Linked DNA regions of Rattus norvegicus: region 2 is linked to region 1. Evidence: chromatin contacts called from public Hi-C data. All regions are on one chromosome and are shown on one strand. Each heading gives the region's core, a stretch centred on a gene start, on an enhancer-like site or on the middle of the called end of the contact. The rest is flanking DNA. Distances are from core to core; before and after follow the strand shown.

What was found. Hi-C and Micro-C count contacts between places; a contact is called where the count stands out from the background.
Region 2: a Hi-C map of liver shows a contact between it and region 1, with 2.5 times the contacts expected there. The contact joins the promoter of Aqp8 here to the enhancer-like site in region 1. A contact is called at or near these places in 3 of 12 Hi-C or Micro-C datasets (the A7r5 cell line, kidney and liver).

Annotation. Positions count from the first base shown.
Region 1 is chr1:187,383,865-187,389,668 of GRCr8, reverse strand. It overlaps Lcmt1 (leucine carboxyl methyltransferase 1), which reads right to left. Exons shown (of 11, transcript NM_199405.3): 10 at 605-702. Among named protein-coding and RNA genes, the nearest start is that of Aqp8, 38 kb to the left of the region's middle. Within about 2 kb of position 3,373, at least 6 of the 93 cell types and tissues checked have an H3K27ac peak or open chromatin away from gene starts, as enhancers often do. A contact at or near this core is called in liver, where this site is marked.
Region 2 is chr1:187,421,053-187,426,856 of GRCr8, reverse strand. It overlaps Aqp8 (aquaporin 8), which reads right to left and starts at 2,414. Exons shown (of 6, transcript NM_019158.2): 1 at 2,281-2,414; 2 at 1,919-2,172; 3 at 453-579. The coding sequence starts at 2,292.

The DNA.
Region 1 (5,804 bases), core at 2,124-4,623:
GCTACACTTAACCCTAACTGCTCTGGAAGCTGAGCGGGTCCTTTTGTTTAAAATTTATTTTATTTTATTTATTTTATTTTGAGTGTGTTGTTGTTTTGCCTGCATGTATGTCTATGTGAGGGCATCAGATCCTCTGGAACTGAAGCTATAGACAGCTGTGAGCTGCCATTTGGGGGCAGGGAATTGAACTCAGGACCTCTGGAAGAGTAGGCAGTGCTCTTAACCACTGAGCCATCTCTCCAGCCCCTGAGTGGGTCTTTTAGACACCAAATGATCCACATGTTAGTATCTACTAAACCTGGCTCTGAGCTTGAGAAGGATAAATGCTGGTTATTTTTATTAAAATTATTACTTTAACCCCTCAAGGTTTTCAACTTTCCCAACTGCAGAGATCCCATGGCTGGTGGGACAGGGCTGCCTGGTTATTTGAGGACTTGTAGGTTAAAGAGTTCACCTAATTCTGTGTCATGACTTCTCCAGACACACTGTGGGTATGCATAGATGTTCTCTAGTTCTGTGAACCTGAACTTCCAGGTGTGCCTTTCCTTCTTGGAGAAGAAGGCTACCCTGCCTGCAGACCCAAGAGAGAAACACAATCTCTTACCCAGCTCCTGGCCCCCTCGGGTGGCCCAGCACAGGCAGTAATGCCGCATGAGCTGCTCTAGAAGCTCCATTTCATCCAGGAACTCGAGGGATTCTATTCTGTGCAGGAATCAAAACAGGAGATGTAGATCACAGGGTTAGAAAGGAAGTTGCTGATCCTCAGTCATGACATGTTCCTGGCACTATACAGAAAGAAGCTGGATACAAAAGAATGCACATGCTGTGGCTAAGGGAAGAGTGCCATGGCTCATCAGTGAAGAGGACTTCCAGAGGATCCAGGTTCAATTTTTAGCACCCATCTAATACAGACTCTCTCTACTATCCTTGACACTAGTTCCAGAAAATCTGGTGCCCTCTTCTGGCCTCTGGGACAGATACCAGGCACACACTGCATGTGTACTTTATGTGCAGGCAAAACACTCATACACATGAAATTAAAATAAATACGTTTTCAAAAAAAAGAAAGAGGAATGGAATTTTAGTGCAGGGAACAGCACACACTTAGAATATGCAAAGTCTTGAAGAAAAGAGAAGGAGGGTAAGGAAGAAGTGGGGAAGGGGGAGAACAAGGAAGGGTGAGAGGAGAAAGGAAGAGGAGGAAGGGTTACTTATCTCAAAAGTCAAGACAAGCAAACCAGAAAGATATGCTAATGGAAAAGGACTAATTTCTTTGCCCTATAAAGAGCTAAAAATTCAATATGAAAAACTTTTACAATAATTTAAAAGATGAAGAAAAGAGATCACTCTGATAGAAAAGAAAAACAAGAGGTTTTCACATTCATTTATGAGAAAACAAATTTAAATAAAGACACAGGATAGCTGTCTAGGGATACATTGCTGTGATGAAACACTATGACCAAGGCCAGTTGATGAGGAAAGGGTTTATTCAATTTACACTTCCACATCACTGTTGATCATCACGGGAAGTGAGAACAGGAACTCACACAGGGCAGAAACCTGAAGGCAGGAGCTAATGCAGAGCCACAGAGGGGTGCTGCTTACCGAACTGCTCCTCGTGCCTTGCTCACCCTGCTTTCTTATAGAACCCAGTACTGTAAGCCCAGAGATGGCCCCACCCACAATGGGCTGTGCCCACCCCTGTCAATCACTAATTAAGAAAATGCTCTGCAGTTGGATCATATGAAGGCATTTTTCTCAATTCCTGCTCTTAGGTGAGTTTAGCTTGTGTCAAGTTGACATAAAACTAGCCAACATGACAGTTTTTCAACTCTCAGACAAAGGTTGAAAGCTGGACAGGGAAGAAAAGACACTTTGTCACCTGCTAGTAAGATGACAAAACAGGACTGCCTTCCTGGAAGACACTTAGGCCTCTTTCACACAAAGGACATCCTCTGGCCGAGACTAACCCTCCTCTTTAGAATTTACCCTGTGTACACAGACACAAGGCCAAGGGCACTTCACCGCACCACGACCCCAACCTAGCAACAAGCAAAAACTGAACTACGGAGGGCCACCTGAGTGAACTAAAACACGCTCACACATCGGGTCTGTGGGCCAGGATATGAACGAGCGCTTGCCATGTGGATTAGCATGGCAGCATGGGTACTTCCAAGACAAGCCCTGAGTTACAGACAGGCTGCCGGCATGGGATGTGTGCTTAGTATATGCCCATTCTGGGAATCATAGAATAATCTGGGAAACGCAAACAAAGCTAGAAAAGTAAGTTGTCTCGAGGTAGGTAGCAAACAAATGGGTGGTGGATGACAGAAATGTTTTCCTTTGGTTTTTACTCTGTAATTCTTTGTTATTTGAAAAATCAGAGAGTCGGTATAACTTTACCAAAAAAAGCATTTTAAATGTAAATAAATATATACAGAAACACGTGCAAACAAAATGGCAATACTCTGTACTCTCTCCACGGGAATATAGTCACATTATTAGGAAAACTGAGGGAAAAACAAAGAGTATCAGAATGAAGTAAACAAGGGTCCACACCCCCACTGTGTGCTAGTAATCTCCGAGGGCCACTTCCAGTCTGTGTGCACATGGTGTGTGCCCATGTGTATGCATGTGTGTATAGCTGAGCACTCATCCCTGCCATGGCCTGGGAGCCTAAGGACCACCTCTGGAGGGAGAATGACTCTCCACAATGTACTGTGGTTGCATCCCAACTGCTCCTACTGAAAGGCATCTAACATGGCTTGAGTGAGAGTAACCTGAAGGCCCATCTGCTGAAGGATTTCTTCCCAGGGCGGCGCTGTTGAAAGGTGGTGGAGTCTTTAAGGGACCTAGCAGGAGGAATTTAAGAACCTGGAGGTGTGTCCCCAAATAGAACTGTGAGGTTCTAGTCCATTCTTCGTCTTTCCTTTTGCTACAAGGTCATGAGTCATATAACTTTTGCTCTAACAAGTTCCTGTCATCATGTGACTTCACAATAGGTCAAAAGTAATGGTGTCCACCAGTCGTAGCCTGGATGCCTCTAAAAGTCTAAGGAAAATAAATATTTTCACTTTACACAGCATTGTTTCAAGTACTGTTATTAGTAGCAGAAAGCTAAGTAGTGTAGAATATTGGCACAGAGATTAAGACATGCTTTGCTGCTGCCACAGACCTGACTGCTGGACAGCCTTTAGGCACGGTGTGCTGGAGGAGTGTGGGAAGTGCAGAGGGGCAGGCAAGAGCGAGGCTGAGATGCTGGTGAAAAGCAGACATTATGGTGGAAAGGAAACTGGTGTGGGAACTGGACTTGAGACCAGCCTTGTCACACTGTGACAAACTGACTGTGCCCATGCCAAAGGCTGTGTGTGGGTGGAGATGAAAAATAACGGACTAGTTTGTCTGGTACAAAGCCCATGGTCCCCTGCAGCAGGACTGTCCACAGTGAGACTCAGTGCCAAAGTGCAGGAGTGGAAAGACTGGAAAGAATGTAGCCCAGCCTGGAGGGGAAAATAAACAAAACAAAACGGGGCCACTTCCTGCTCTTCCTGTTCTCAGCACTCATTGCAGAGGACACCTGAATCCCAGCACCCATGGGGAAGCTTACAACGACCTGTAAAGAGCTCTCGGGGATCTTCTGTACTTGTCTGGCTCACAAAACCCCACAAATACAGCATGCATGACAGACACACACTTAAATAAAAATAAAGATTTTAAATGGTCAAGTTAGTTTTTCTATCAACTGCACACAAGCAAGAGTCACCTGAGAATGAGCCTTTGAGGAACTGTCTAGATCAGATGGTCCCCAGGCACGGTTATAGCACAGTCTCCACTGCTCACTGAAGCAGGAGGACCCAGCCTACTACAAGAAGTACCATCCCTAGGCAGGAGGTCCTGGACTGTGTAAGAAAGAGAGCACAGACGTGATAGAATGAGCCAGTCAGCAACATTCCTCTATGGTCTGTGCTTCAGTTCGTGGCTTGAGCTCCTACCTTGACTTCCTTCAAGAATGGATTACAGCTTGGAAGTATAAGCTCTTTTCCATCCAAGCTGCTTTTGGTTTGAGTGTTTTATCACAGGAACAGAAAAGTAATTAACCCCAAAACCAAAACCAAACAAAGACAGCCCTGGTAGAAGAGAGGCAGGATACTAGGCCCATGGTACAGTTACTAGGACAGGAATAAAGAAACAGTGTTGCCCAGGAGTTACAGCAAGGACAGCCCCAAACAACCCAGATGCAAATGTTTTGAAGACTTTCCAGGTAGCAGTGGGTGCCCTGCTTGCCTTCAGCTGCCTGTCATCTCCTCTGGTTCCTGGCCATGAGAGGACCATGTGCTCTGCTACATACATTAACACAGTACCAAAGTAATGACTAGCTAACCCTGGGATGAATCTCCACACTGTGAAGCAAAATACCCCTTTTCTAAGTTGATTTCAGATGTGTCATAGTAACAGATGCTGACTAACAAAACATCCAGGGCACATTACCTAATAATGTTCTAGAAAGGAAAGCACAGGGTCTAATGCAGCTTCCAGAATGGAGCAACCATCACTAGCAGGACACAGTGCAACTGTGAGGCTGTTCACTAGCATGTGGGCTCCTGAGAACAGGAGTGCTCGTGGCCTGTTTTTATCCCTTATCCCTTGTGCAGACAAAACCCATGTGACACCCAGGGTCAGGAAACGTTTTCAGGGTAAACAAAGCAAAGCCCATCATCTCTTGTCTCTGTTAGGGTTACATGTTGCCGTCTGTAAAGGCCATGGCTGCATGGGACAAATGAATGACCAGAAGAAAGTTACCTCCCTGTGGCTGATGTTCACCAGCGATTCCCAGATGGCTGTCTAGAATAAAATTTGCCAAAGCAACTGCATTATAAATGCCAGACCAGGGTTGTTCAAAACATTGCCTTGACATGTACCCAGTGGAAGCCAGCCTCACAAGAAAGAAGCTTCCACAAGAATCCAGAGAGCACCAGCCTACAAGACTGCACTCCCAAAGCACTCTGCCTAAATAATGAACACTTTCCTGTCAGTAAGATCTGACGAACAGCAAGGTCAAGGGTTCTGCACATGACTTTGTAATGGACCCCAAACTGTGCCTCTAGGTCTCCAAAGGAAAGGGGAAAGGACAGAGAGGATGCACAGAGTAAGAAATGAACCAAGTAAGCACCAACACAGATGATACTACCTAGCACTGTTAATGGAGACACTAAAATAAATACAATGCAAGACCATACTAAGCATATGGATCTGGCCATTTTTAAATGTCTTTAAAATTACCACAGTACCAGTTAGTCTTCTGTATGTTGCTATGCAAGCCTTATGCACATGCAGACAGAATGTGGAGACCTTAATATTCTGATACTACAAATATAAATATGATCCATTAAGCTTTAAAAGGGGAGCATGATTTCTGTGACCACTGCACACAGTATGAACTCACTGATTTAGAAGCCAGAAGTCTATGTATCAATAAATATGTGTGTAGACACCATTGGAGGATAGGCCCAACTTGTTGATAAGCAATAACTGTACAGTGTGGTTGCATGAGACTTCATGCCCTCGGCATGAAATAGTTTTAGAACAGTCAATATAACTTTCTTCCATAACAAAGGAAGACTCCATTTAAAGGTGTCATCTAAGTCCATTAAGGGATGTTATTTAAAGATGGCTTCCCTTAGAAGTCATGACAACATCATTTTCTCTCCAAGACAGGGATTACAGTTTCCACAGCAGAGGCGGCTGTGGAATTTTCTGGGTGTAACTGGTTATTTAGGTTCAAATCATTTGCTTTGACAAAGGTG
Region 2 (5,804 bases), core at 1,165-3,664, 38 kb before region 1:
CCATGGAATTATATATAGAGCTATGGAAATCTTTGGCCCAGTCAGGGGATGAAGTTTTATGGTAGAGCATTTCTCTGCCATGCTGAAGTCCCAAAGAACTTGCTTTTTAAAAAAAAAAGTCACGAATATACATATATATATATATGAATGTTTTGTGTTCATGTATGCCTGTGCACCACGTGCATGTCTAGTAACTACAAAAGCCAGAAAAGAGTGTTAAATTCCCTCGGACTGGAGTTACATATGGTTGTGAGGTGCTATGTGGGTGCTGAGAATTGAACCCAGGTCCTCTGGAGGAGCAGCCAGTGCTCTTAACTGCTGGGGCATCTTCTTGGCCCAGGAACTAGCCTTTTTGATTGATAGAAAGATTTCAAAGATTTCAAGCATGGAGTATCAACTCAAGGGAAGAGAGGGGGAAGGGGACTCCATCAGTCACAGCAGGGATCACCCACCTTAGCCAGGGCAGCTCCGATCATTCCCCCAAACAGCTGGGAGACCCAGTAGGGAATTAGCAGCATGGTCTTGAGGCCTCCAACCAGTGTGACTGCCAGCGACACAGCAGGGTTGAAGTGTCCACCGCTACAACCAAGAAAAGAAGGAAGCCATGAGGTCACTGTCCAGGGCTCACACAGGGATGTCCCTTGAGAGCATGTATGTCAACCTGTCCCCCAAGCTCAGCCTATAGGCTGGAGCCAGCGCCATCTCTGTCATAAGCAAATCTCTCCCATTCTTCCATGTGTTGGAGGAAGAGGCACAGAGAGATCTGGGGATAGGTGGAGCAGGCCCTAAACCCGGGCCCTAGGTGGCCTTAGAGACAAACGCATAAGGAAACATCCATGGTTTATTCTGACTCCTCAGAGCTTGCTCTGGCCCTTCAGAAATGTGGCCCGAGTGCCATCTACAGTCCACACAGCAGAGTGCAACCCAACATGCTGGTGCGTGTTCAGCAGGCATTTCTGTCTGCTAGTCAATACTCCGGGCTTCACCGAAGCCCACATGGTGTCTTCTTCTACATCACGCAACTAAATACAAGCTCAGAGGCTCGCCTTGGTCACCCAGCCAGGAAGCCACCAGGCCTACCTAGATAGAAGGTCATGTGCCTTTCATCCCACTCACAGCCCGCCTTGGCCATTTAAAGAGATAATAAAGTGTCCATTGTTTCTTTCTAGAGAACAGTGAGTTCTCTGTCCTCACTCAGATCTGATTTAGAGTGAGATAGAAAACAGCTCTATCCCAGTTCCCCGAGTCAGATGTTCCAAGCGGGATATCCGCCATTACAGTTGACTCTGCTAGGAAACAGCCCACCTTCCCTCAACCCGCTCTACTGAGCTCCTCCCCAGATTAAACACCAAGGGTCACGTTTCTGCTTTAAAAAAGAAAGAAAGAAAGAAAAAACCTCTTGTCAGGATGAAGCCCCTGTGTACCCCAGTGGATAAACAAACTTGGGGCTTTGCTTTTTCTAATTCACTTCCAAAGAGCAACAGCAACAGTAGTGAGTACTGAGCACCACCACCACCCCACCCCCGATCCTTTCTCCCGGAGACACTTGGCTTTGGGCACTATAGTCAGACAGCCTGAATTTGACTCCTGGCTCCACCACCTTCTAGCAAATACCTCATATCGGTGGTGTGGACTTTCCTCTTTTGCAAATATAAAACGGGAAATAACAGAACCTATTTCTTAACGTTTCTCACTAGAGTAGAGTAGCATGCTCAGGATAGGGCAGAGGCATGGCTGGCAATAGGTGTGTGTTGGCTCGAAAACTAACTTTAAAATACAGTAAGAGCATGATTCCTATGCAATAGGCTTCACAAGCTGCAGAGCTAGATGACCCCACTCCCACACTTGTAAGGCCGTAAGTGGGTGCCCAAGAGTTCCCCAGATCGGCGCTAGGCTAAATACTGAGATCTGGTCTCACCTGATGTTCCCCAAGGTAGCAATGATGAGCCCCAAGGCCAGCCCATGAGCCAGGGCAGGCTGCAGGAGCCCAGTATTTGGACTGTTCTCGATGACCGATAGACACCCAATGAAGATGAAGAGAGCGGAGCCCAAAAGTTCCACCACACACGGTTGTATGTACTGCTCATACCAGGACATGCCATGGTAACTGTCAGCCATGTTGGTCTCCTTCCCCTTGATCTCACGTAGGTCCATACTACACATCGGCGTCTGCCGTAGGGAGAAAGACAGGAAACACGGGTAGCAGAGGTTCCCAAACAGAAGCCCCCATCCCCGGCCTTGAACACATCCTTAGTGCTTTTGCCCAGGTAACAGACTTACCTCCCCAGACATATCTGCTCCGGAAGGTGGGAGTCAGAGCTCCAGGAGCTGCACCAGCTGAAGGAGATGTGCTCACTTAACTCCAGAACTCAGACTGGTCCGCTAGACTCTGCGCTTTTAAAGGACTGGGGACGTTCACCAAAGGTGTCCAGAAAGCAATAAAGCCTGGATGGGAGGTGGCCTAGAAGAGTAAACTTTTTTTTTCTAATCTCAACAGGGCAAGGACCACGTGGGATCAATGATTGCTGGGCTTAGTGCCAGGGACAGGAAAGGCGTGGCCTGCTTGCATCACGTGCGGAGCGTACACCAGGCCCCCTTCACAGTGCCTCATCTCTCCAAGGTCCAAAGGTGGTCAGCATATGTGCCCAGACATGAGGAGGGCCCCCAGAAGAAACACTCAGTAGTAACAGCCAGCTCCTCTACCATTGTCAGTCCACAGTCCTCGTGGGCCTCCTTCCCACCCTGTTCACCCGGCCCAGCAAGTGTGTGATGGCTGCTGAGGGTCTGAGGCAGTAGAGACAATGTGGCACTGTTGTGTATGGTAAAGTTAGTGGAGTGGGGATGGGTGAGACCTACAGTCTCATCTACTCAAAGCCAGGGAACCACCAGTGAGATGCACCCCTCCGCTCATCCTGCTTGCACTGACATCGGAGGTGAGCTTGTACAAGCCAGGAGCTAACCACGTAACTGAGTGCCACTGACCTCGCTCCACTTTCACTGTTTCAGCGACTGAGCTAATGTCACGGCACCTTACAAGACTTCAGTGAGTGAAGAAATGAAAAGTGCTCAAGGTAGCTCCAGATACAGTAAAGTGCCAGAGTCCGTTAATTCAGAATATACCCGTAAGCCCCTCACACATGCAAGTGGCCAGGCCTTGCCCCTGAGGCTCTCCAACCGCCTGGTTCCACTCACAGAAAACTCTGCTATAATCGCCACTCAGGCGGTCCATCTTTGCCCTACAGAGTAAAAAGCCCAAGATCAGGAGTTGAAGTCCACGAATCCCCACCCTGGAAATTTCTACCCTGGAAAGTTCTGTCCCACCCCACCCCCACTTTCACCCCACCCCCACCCCTGGAAAATTCTACCCTCCCCGCCTCCCCGAAGCCCAGTACAAAGCTCGGCTCTCTGCTGCTTCTTGTCTGAGCAGAGGCAGTCACCCTCCTGGGTTTTTCCCTCCCAATAAATCTCTCCTATGAAATTTGTTATGCGGTACGGCTTTGTGGTGTTCCTTGGCTCCCACTGCCAGGAAACCTTCCCCTTCAGAGCGGTAGCACTTTCCGTGAGGAAACCCTCACCGTCTGCGCTACACCACTTCTCCTCAGATCTGTAATATCCACATAGATACCCACGTACAACACTGCATATGTACTGATGTCCACCGGCCTTACCATACACACTTGGGTGTTACACTGCACACCTGTGTGTGCCAACAGCTGGCTAAGAGCCTTGTATACCTTGCCTCACGTTCACCAGGAGGCGGGTACTATCTCTACAGCATGCCACAGAAGAGAAAGCTCTTTTTCAAGATGATAAAGCCTAAGATCATAAAAACAGTGAAATGTCACAAATGGACAGTGTAATTCGACTTATATAAGGTACCCAAACAGGAGGGTTTATAAACACGAAGGATGGGGTCAGGATGGAGCTCAGTTGGTGGGATGCATGTTTCGGACACTAAACCCTGAGTTCGACCCTCTCCTCAGCACCACGCAGAACCTGATGTGGTGATCCACGACTGTGATTCTAGCAGGTGGGAGGTGAGTGCAGGAGGAGTCAGAGTCACCCTTAGCTTCACAGAAAGCTTAGTGCCAGCCTGGATATATGAGATCTTGTCTTAATTTTGTTTTTTAAAGTAGGAACAGAGGAGGGGGAGTGCAGCAAGATGACCTAGTGGGTAAAAATAGTTTTTCTTCAAGCTTGATAACTGAATTTGATCTCCAAGACTTACCTGGGTGGTAGAAGGGGAAAACCGACCCCTGCAAGTTGTCCTTTGACCTCCAGACACTTTCTGTGTCTCTCTCTGTCTCTGTGTCTCTGTCTCTGTCTCTCTGTCTCTCTGTCTCTCTCTCTCTCTCTCTCTCTCTCTCTTTCTCTTTTCCTCTCTAAACAAACAAACAAACATGTTTGGGTTTTTTTAATTAGTGGTTTCCGGAGCCTGAAGTAGAGCGAGTTTTTGTTGAGGAGATGAGAACATTCTCGAGATGAATGGTAGAGACAGGTAACAAACAGTGGAGGATATTTAATGCCACTAAACTGTGCACTTACAACAGTTAAAGTGTTCCGTTTTCTGTTGTGTACACTTTGCCACTATTGGGAGAAAAGACTCTATAAGCTCAACTATGCTCCATTAGCTTTCAAGAGACTTATCAGGACAGGAGAGACAGAGAGAGATGGGAGAGAGGGAGGGAAAAAAGGAGGGAGGGAGGAGAGAGAGATGGTGTCTCTTCTTGTCACAAATATTTAAATAGCTGCTTGAGTCCATTACTATTCTAACCCTTGAGTTTGAGTTTTGGGGTTCTGCTAGGCCGAGAGCGCTGGTCAGATTGTGTGTGTGGAGTAGAGGACTAATATTAAGGCTTGGAGTTTAATGATCAGCTCTAGCACTCACCAAGAGTGCACAACATATGCATCCAGTCCCACCATCAGGCTGACTCTCTTCCCAACAGCCCTGAGATTAGCCCTGTTATTCATTGTCTTTACTTTCAGATGATTAAAGGAGACACAAAGAGACTAAAGACCTTGAGCACACTGGTGCAGATTAAAAGTATACACTCCAGGCAGAAGTAGATACACCCGGACAATTGACTGCCTTGCAAACCAGAGCAGGGACACAGGCCTCCCCTACCCATCTTTGTATGGCCAAAGGGTTCGGCCCTACTTTCACGCTGCTTATCTTCTTATCTTGTCCTGTGTCCTGCCTCCTTCTACCCCAGCATCACGGTGTACAGTATGCTTCTTCAGTCCCTGTGAGCGCAAGATAAGATAGTCACCACACGTCCTCCCAACAGAGCTTCCAGAACAATTCTCTCTGTCTCTGCCAAGATCAGCACCACTTCCTGTTTCCATTCAAACTAGAAATGGGGAGACGGATCAGTGGGTAAAGTCCTTGCTCCATAAGCATGAAACGTGTTTGATCCCCAGAATTTGAATGTCCAGAATTCACATAAAACCTGAGGTGGTCCAGCAAATCCTAATTCCAGAGTTCCTACCACACGGATGAAGAGGCAGGGCAGGAGGCAGAGGCAAGAGGATCCCCAGATACCAGTGGGCTGCTTAGCCTGGTTTGTACAGCATCCAGTAAGGAAAGACTCTGTCTCAAAAGAACAAAGTGGAAGATGGGGAATAACACACAAGGTTGTTCACACAAAAGCTCTTCTCTCTCTCTCTCTCTCTCTCTCTCTCTCTCTCTCTCTCTCTCTCTCACACACACACACACACACACACACACACACACACACACACACCTGTATACATGGAGAGAGTTACTATACAGTTGCCATTAGGCCTGTCCTCACTGAGCCCCT